Regions from separate parts of the Sus scrofa genome. Here region 1 is linked to region 2. A link is a contact called in public HiChIP or PLAC-seq data. All regions are on one chromosome and are shown on one strand. The core of a region is the stretch at or near the end of the contact, and the rest is flanking DNA. Distances in the headings are between cores, read along the strand shown. Region 1 overlaps KSR1 (kinase suppressor of Ras 1). Region 2 has its middle 10 kb from the start of KSR1.

Evidence for each region. HiChIP or PLAC-seq counts read pairs in DNA pulled down with a chosen protein or histone mark.
Region 1: an H3K27ac HiChIP or PLAC-seq map of alveolar macrophages shows a contact between it and region 2. The contact joins two enhancer-like sites. A contact is called at or near these places in 2 of 47 Hi-C or Micro-C datasets (embryonic fibroblasts and skeletal muscle) and 1 of 2 datasets of contacts at active chromatin or transcription factors (alveolar macrophages).

Annotation. Positions count from the first base shown.
Region 1 is chr12:43,998,385-44,002,109 of Sscrofa11.1, reverse strand. All of the region lies in intron 1 of KSR1 (kinase suppressor of Ras 1), which reads right to left. Among named protein-coding and RNA genes, the nearest start is that of KSR1, 73 kb to the right of the region's middle. Within about 2 kb of position 1,554, at least 23 of the 83 cell types and tissues checked have an H3K27ac peak or open chromatin away from gene starts, as enhancers often do. A contact at or near this core is called in alveolar macrophages, where this site is marked.
Region 2 is chr12:43,915,036-43,918,720 of Sscrofa11.1, reverse strand. No RefSeq gene overlaps it. Among named protein-coding and RNA genes, the nearest start is that of KSR1, 10 kb to the left of the region's middle. Within about 2 kb of position 1,785, at least 28 of the 83 cell types and tissues checked have an H3K27ac peak or open chromatin away from gene starts, as enhancers often do. A contact at or near this core is called in alveolar macrophages, where this site is marked.

The sequences.
Region 1 (3,725 bases), core at 305-2,804, 84 kb before region 2:
CCTGAGGGTGGCACCCCGTAGGTGTCTGGCTGGGGGCACCTTGCGGCCTCACTCACCCCAGCCCCCCAGGCTCACTCCCTTGACCTCTGCACTTGCTGGACCCCAGCTTCCAAAGCTTGTCCCCAGATACATCCCCAGGGAGTCCCTCTGGGGACCCTACTGAGACCTTTACTCAAATATCACCTTTTCTGAAAAGCCATCCTGACCCCTCACTTAAAATTTTAACACTTCCGGGAGTTCCCGTTGTGGCTCAGCGGGTTAAGAAGCAGACTAGTAACCATGAGGAGGCAGGTTCGATCCCTGGCCTCACTAACTGGGTTAAAGATCCAGCGTTTCCATGACCTATGGCACAGGTTGCAGATGTGGCTCAGATCCCAAATTGCTGTGGCTGTGGCGTAGGCACCGTTCCTAGTCCAGGAACTTCCATATGGCGCAGGTGTGGCCCTAAAAAGAAAAGAAAAAAAATTATACCACTTTCTTTGAGGGCCCTCTTCCTGCTTTCATTTTTTCCATAGCACACTCACAATTAACAAAGAATATATTTTCCTCTCACTTACTGTCTGAATGTCTCCTCCCAACACTAAAACCTAAGTTTCACAGAGCTGACATTTTTGTCCTTTTTGTTCAGTTACTCCCCCATTTTAGAAGGGTGCCTGGGAGTTGCTGTCATGGCCCAGGGGAAATGAATCTGACTAGGAACCATGAGGTTGTGGGTTCCATCCCTGGCCTTGCTCAATGGGTTAAGGATCTGGCATTGCCGTGAGCTGTGCTGTAGGTGGCAGACGCAGCTTGGATCCTGCGTTGCTGTGGCTGTGGCCGTGGCCAGCAGCTGTAGCTCCAATTAGACCCCTAGCCTGGGAAACTCCATGTGCCACAGGTGTGGCCCTAAAAAGAAAAAGAAAAAAAAAAAAAGAAGAAGAATGCCCTGCACAGAATGAGTGTTAAACTCGTATGCTAATGAAATATTTGTTGAAAAAAAGAGTAATAGAATACATAAAAAGACGTACTCTGTGCCAGGCATCATGATTCACATGGCTCATCTCACTCACTATTAACAACAATTCTATTATAATCTCTGTTTTACAGATGAGGACACTGTTGCTCAGACAGGTTAAGCAATTTACCCAAAGACACACAGCTTAGCCAGGAAGGGAGTGGAGCTTGAACCTAGGCCACTAAGCACCAGAACCTTTTATCTACTACAGGGTGCTGCTCACCTCCCCAGGGAGCAGCACGTCCGACTTTGGGAACACAAACATTCGGGCAGCCGCAGGGGGAGCGGGGCCAGTTTGCTGTGACAAGCGGGATTGGGGCTTTGACAAGATGGGTGCTAAGAAAACAAATCCCGCCAGACCAGGAAACTGCTTAAACCAAACAGGGCCGGAGAGGAAGTTTAGTTTAAGCTGTTAGATGCCCGAGACAAGGTCTGGTCATTTGAGGCCAACGAAGTCTTTTTCTGCGAAGAGTCAGCAGTCCTCCAGCTGAGGGGCCAAAGACGGGAGAGGGTACAAGATGGACCAGTGCCAAGAAGCCACTTTCCATTAGCCGCATGGCACATCATGGCCCACATGGCTGTCTGCACACAGGTATTGCGAGTAACAACGTCTTTGGCTTTTGGTTTCTTTTTATCTTTCTCTCTCTTTTTTTAAAGAACTACTTCCTAAAACTCTCAAAATTGTCAAAGATGCAGCTGCAAAACTGGCCCAGCACTTTGCCTCAAATGTTCACCTCTTCTCATAAACCACCGGGCCAACCACAACAGAAAAAGTTTCCTGTCCCCTAAAAAGACAAGTTTCCATTCGCTGATGGATTCTTCCTTGCTCTGTTCAGTCCCCTCAGCCAGGGTGAGTCAGGGCCACCAAGGCAGACTCTCCCCAGGGACTTGTCTCCTTCTTTCTTCTAAGACTCACCACCAACGCTTGAAATACGACCACGCCTACAAGTTGGCCCCATCAGACTCCATGGCGGCCCAGCTCACAGCTCTGCTGCCTCTCTAACCAGAGCACTTCAAGACAGAAGCCAAGTTCTCTGAGATGGAATCGGAGAAGAGCCCTTGGTCTGAAGCCACCTCCCCCTGGCCCCCCAGGATGCTTGTCTCCCCATCTTCCTTCTCAACCAGGAGTGTCCACCTCCTCCTCTGCTTTGCCTCCTTTCTTCTACCAATGATCCCCTGCTAATCTGGACTCTGAGGCTCTGGCCATCTCCTGTTTGCAACTTTGAAGTTATCCCGTCCCAATGGTGTGGAAAAGGAGAGATTTCCAGACCCTTTCCCATGTAGCATGATTTCTCCCCAAACCCTGAGCGTTACCAAAGCTTTTCTGACCTCGCTCTGCCCCAGACAAGACCCCAGGTCAAGCAGGTGTGGGAGGGGTATCATGAAATGATTGCAAACATGAAATCAGACAATTCTAGACTTGAACCCCAGCTCCACAGATTACTTGTGACCTTGGGCCTCACTTCCTCATCCCCAATAAAGTGGGCTGATAAGGCTGTTCGTTATTGAGGAACCAACTGAGAAATCTCCTGTAAAACTCCTGATAGGTCAAAATCGGGTCCGTCTATCTCAGGTTCGCTGTCACTGAGGAAGGAGGGCACGGGGAGCCTGCGTTACTATATTTCTAGGATCCGGCCTTCCCTTCCCACCCAGCAACGAGTTTACACACAAGGAGCCCAAGGAGCAGGTGAGGTCTGGTCAAAGCTGGCTCCAACTCCATGGCATCACAGCCCCTTGTTGCTTATAAACCATCCAGTTGTCTCCACACAAAACAGCAGCCAATGTCTTCCACCAGGTCCATTTCCTGGAAGGGCCACAGGGTGACAGCTCCCTAGGTGTACACAGTCTGGGCTGTCCCGAAGTTGAGAACCTTGAAGCACTGCTCGGACCTCCTCTCCCCTCTCTCTGCCCCACCCTACGAGGAGAAAATCAGGACATGCACAATGTCCCCAAGTCTTGATTTCCAAGGAGAGTCACACATCAGAATCCCACTCAGGGCAGGTCGGGGCAGGGCAGAGCAGCCTGGTAAACAGGGGGTTTCCACGTCCATTTCTCAGGCTTGTTTCCCATAAGCGGGGCCTAGACACTCAGAGCTGACATGGGCAGCCCCTGTCTGAGCTGGCAAGCTCGGGGCTCAGGGCCCCCGCCCTGGCAGGCCGAGATGCTGGGCCTGACACAGGCAACTGAGTTTCACTTACTACACTGAAGCCTGGCAGCACAGAGCCCGGCTTGGTTCAAATCAAGAAACATTTCCCGAGTGCCCACACACCTCAGGATGCAGAGATGAGTCAGCCCAGGGTGGCGGGAGGCACCATGGGCCTCCATCCATGCCCCACCAGCATCTTCTCTGGGTTCACTCATCCACAAACTCCCCCGCTGAGGTGACTTTCTCATTCACCCTCATCTCCCACAACAATGCCTGGCACATGACTGGGGGGGCGGGGTGACAAGTACTTGTTGAATTAATGCATTAATTGTTTAAAAAAAAAGGGGGGTTTTAATTATAGTCCATTTATAATGTTGTGCCAATTTCTGCTGTACATCAAAGTAACCCCGTCATACGAATATACGTGCATTCTTTTTCTCGTGTTATCGTCCATCGTGTCCCGATCCCAAGAGACTGGATACAGTTCCCTGTGCTGTAACCACAGGAAGTGCATTCACTCTTGGCCACGGCCCAGCTCAGGGTGGACCACAGCCCTCAGGGACCGCCACTTCCCACTGTGTTCCT
Region 2 (3,685 bases), core at 536-3,035:
TGCTCAGTGGGTTAAGGATCCAGCGTTGCTGTGAGCTGTGGTGTAGGTCACAGACATGGCTCAGATCCCGCTTTGCTGTGGCTCTGGCGTAGGCTGGTGGCTACAGCTCCGATTTGACCCCAGCCTGGGAACCTCCATATGCCGTGAGAGTGGCCGAAGAAATGCCAAAAAGACAAAAAAAAAAAGTGGGGGAAAAAATGTAATTGTAATGTATACATGTAAGGATAACCTGACCCTCTTGCTGTACACTGGGAAAATAAAAAAAAAAGGGGGGACAAGAAGATCCATGCAAATGTCCAGGACACCTCAGCCGGAGCAGTGGGGAGAGGGCCCCTGGCCAGAATCAGGAGGAGGATCCCCTGTTCTGGAGAAGAATGGCACTGGCCCCAGAGCAGCTCTCTGGAGGCAGAGGGAGCCTGAAGGGAATGGTTTGAAGATGCCTTTGGGCTGTAACTGTGACTGCGACCCTGAGGGTCCTGAACGATTGAGGTGGGAGACCGTGGGGTGGTGGGTGGGGTGCTGGGCACAGCTTTTAAAAGAATGACAGAGACATTGAGGATAAAACTGGTTAGAACCCATCAGGCCCAAGATGGCAGAAGAGTCCACTTCCCGTAGGCCTTGTGCCTCAAGAGATGTTCACTGCAATGCATTAGCTAAATGACACACCCTCAGGCACCACGACAGTTCCAAGGCCAACCATTAAAAGGGCAAAAAGCAGGTAGTGGTCCAATCCCTGCAATACCTGCCCCTTCCAGGAAATTGTTGGACTAATCCTCCTACTTGTTACCCTGTGAAATTACCCAGCCCATAAACACTCACCACCTTCTGAGATGACTGAATTCTGCCCCTGGAATGTGTCGCTCTGCTTTCACATTATGATGGCTCATTTTTTTTGTTTTTGTTTTGGTTTTTTTTTTTTTGCCTGCACCCGTGACATGTGGAAGATCCCAGGGCTGGGATTGAACTCTGTGCAAGAGAACTTCCACTATGGCTCCTTCTTGAATTCTTGCCTTCGCGAAGCCAAGGGCCCTCCCAGGCACTCCGCCAAGACCTGGGTCGCGACCATCCTCTCAGGCCCCGTTTTCCTGCAACATCTTTACAAAGGAAGAGGAGGAGGGTGACCCTTTTCCTTTGATGATAAAAATGTAGCTCGCTTCTGCGGGCAGAGACCTCTTGCCTGCCTGTCTGTATCCTTCACACACTCCTATATTAATAATCTACTTCTTACCGATCACTTGGCCTCTTGCTGAACTCCTTCTGTGCGGAGACGTAAGGAACCTGAACTTCATTAAGTCCGGGGATGACTTGTGCAGGTTCAGTTGGAAGATTGTGGGCTTGAGTCCTATGTGAGGTTCGACTGGGTTGCAGTTCCATCCGGGGCGTGTGATCAGACTGGGGGTAAGGGCAGCCTCAGAAATGACTTGGGGATTACTACACAAACCAAAGGCCATCCTCCTAGCACGCACCGTTGCATTTCCACCTCAAAATTCCTGGAAGACGTGATGTATTTTTTTGCCACCAGCCTGATGGAAAAGAGGCTGAGAAACGAGGCATGGTTACAGAAAACAGAAAGGTCTCCGCTTCGGCCCTCTAATGTGCCTGGCAACCCGGGGAGACCCGGGCTGTGGGTCTGAAGCCTGGAGCCCAGAAGACGGGCTGCGCATGCTCTCTCCATCTCGGCCACCCCCTGGCTTCGGACCTCTGCGCATGCTCTCTCTGTCCCTCCTGCCACTCTCTTCCGAGCCTCTGGACTTGGTGCTCTCCTCGCCGCCCTCTCCAGGCCCCATCTGTTCCGCGGTTACTTCCCAACCTTGGCTTCCTCTGGAGGGTGGAGCCACGTTTTATGACCTCTGTAATACATTGTGGACTGTTTGCTTCTTCCTCTGGGTTATTTAGGTTCTTGCAGGGGCTGGGGGGAGGGCAGTGACAAAGGAAGGGGCAGGCTGATCTTTGGAGGCTCCCTGTACCCCTCAACCCAGCCCTCAACAGGGAGATGTGGCCTGATCCCAAGACTTGGCAAGGCAGCCACAGATATTTGCAGAGTGACAAAAGGAGAGGAGGAGCCTAAGAAGAAAACGGCTTTCACACATGAAAATGCCTGGAAAAGTTTTCCAGACTCATTATTCTTTTCGGGTAATTTTCAAGGCCAAAAGAGCCTGGGGCTTAAGGCTCCCAGAGGTGACTCAAGTGGTCCAGCGGACATGCAGAAGCTTCTTCCCTGCAGAGTGTGTGTGTGTGTGTCCTAGGATTTAGCCATCCCCTAAATCCAACCACTTCTTTTCTGGAATGTGGAAACGGAGGCCTTAGGGACATGACTTGCCTGAGGTCATGCCATTCTACAGAGATAAAGGAGGAAATGGCCCAGGACTTTGAAACTAAAACAGTCTCGCCTGCACCCCAGCACCGGCCCCTCCAGCTTCGTGGAGGTCACTCTCATGATGGCACAGCCACTCAATGAAGATGGCATCGTTGGCCTGCCCAGCACTGGTCCTCACGTGGGGCTGGGCCCTGGGCTTTGTAGTTTACATAGGTTATGTCATTCCACATACTCTTCGCCATCCTTTTCCAAAAGAGGCTTTTTTTTTTTTTTTTTTTTTTGTCTTTTTGCCATTTCTTGGGCTGCTCCCGCGGCATATGGAGGTTCCCAGGCTAGGGGTCTAATCGGAGCTGTAGCTGCCAGCCTATGCCAGAGCCACAGCAACGCAGGATCCTAGCCGCGTCTGCGACCTACACCACAGCTCACAGCAACGCCGGATCCTTAACCCACTGAGCAAGTCCAGGGATCGAACCTGCAACCTCATGGTTCCTAGCTGGATTTGTTAACCACTGCGCCACGATGGGAACTCCCCCAAAGAGGCATTTTAACCAATATTTCAGAGGAGGAAACTGAAGCCAGGTGTGTTTTATTTCCTACTGCCCCATGATGGTCCAGTTTATATCGTCATAACTGACAATTGGAGCACATGCTATGTGCCCGGTACTTTCTAAACATTTCACAGAGGTTAGCTCATTTTGTCCTCATCGTGGCAGCTATTATGACTAGCCCCATGTTACAAATGAGGTCCCTAAGACACAGGGTTTAAATAATTCGCTCAAGGTTAAGAAAAAAAAAAAAAAAAAAAGCAAATGGAGGAGTCAGAAATCCAACGTGCAATGAGGTAGGGGAAGTGATGTGGGGAAGGGAAGAAAGCCACTGCAGTCTGCACTCATGAACAAGTGACCGCTGTGGGCAAGTGGGTCACCGCCACCCAGGACCCTCTGAGGGGCTGCATAGAACACGCATCAGGAGTCAGAAGAGGGGTAAGGATGCTCCTCAGTGATGGGGGGGCTGTCACACCTGGAATGTTGGCAACTCCTTAGTACCTCTGAGCTGCCCCCATGTGGCTCCACTTTCAGGGAATGTCCTGAAGCACAGATGCAAGAAGCTCCCTTCGCTAAAAAAAAAAAAAAAAAAAAATGTTTAAAAAGAAAAAAATCGGAGTTCCCGTCATGGCACAGTGGTTATTGAATCTGACTAGGAACCATGAGGTTGCAGGTTCAGTCCCTGCCCTTGCTCAGTGGGTTAACCATCTGGCGTTGCCGTGAGCTGTGGTGTAGGTTGCAGACACGGCTCAGATCCTGCATTGCTGTGGCTCTGGCGTAGGCTGGTAGCTACGGCTCTGATTAGAACCCTAGCCTGGGAACC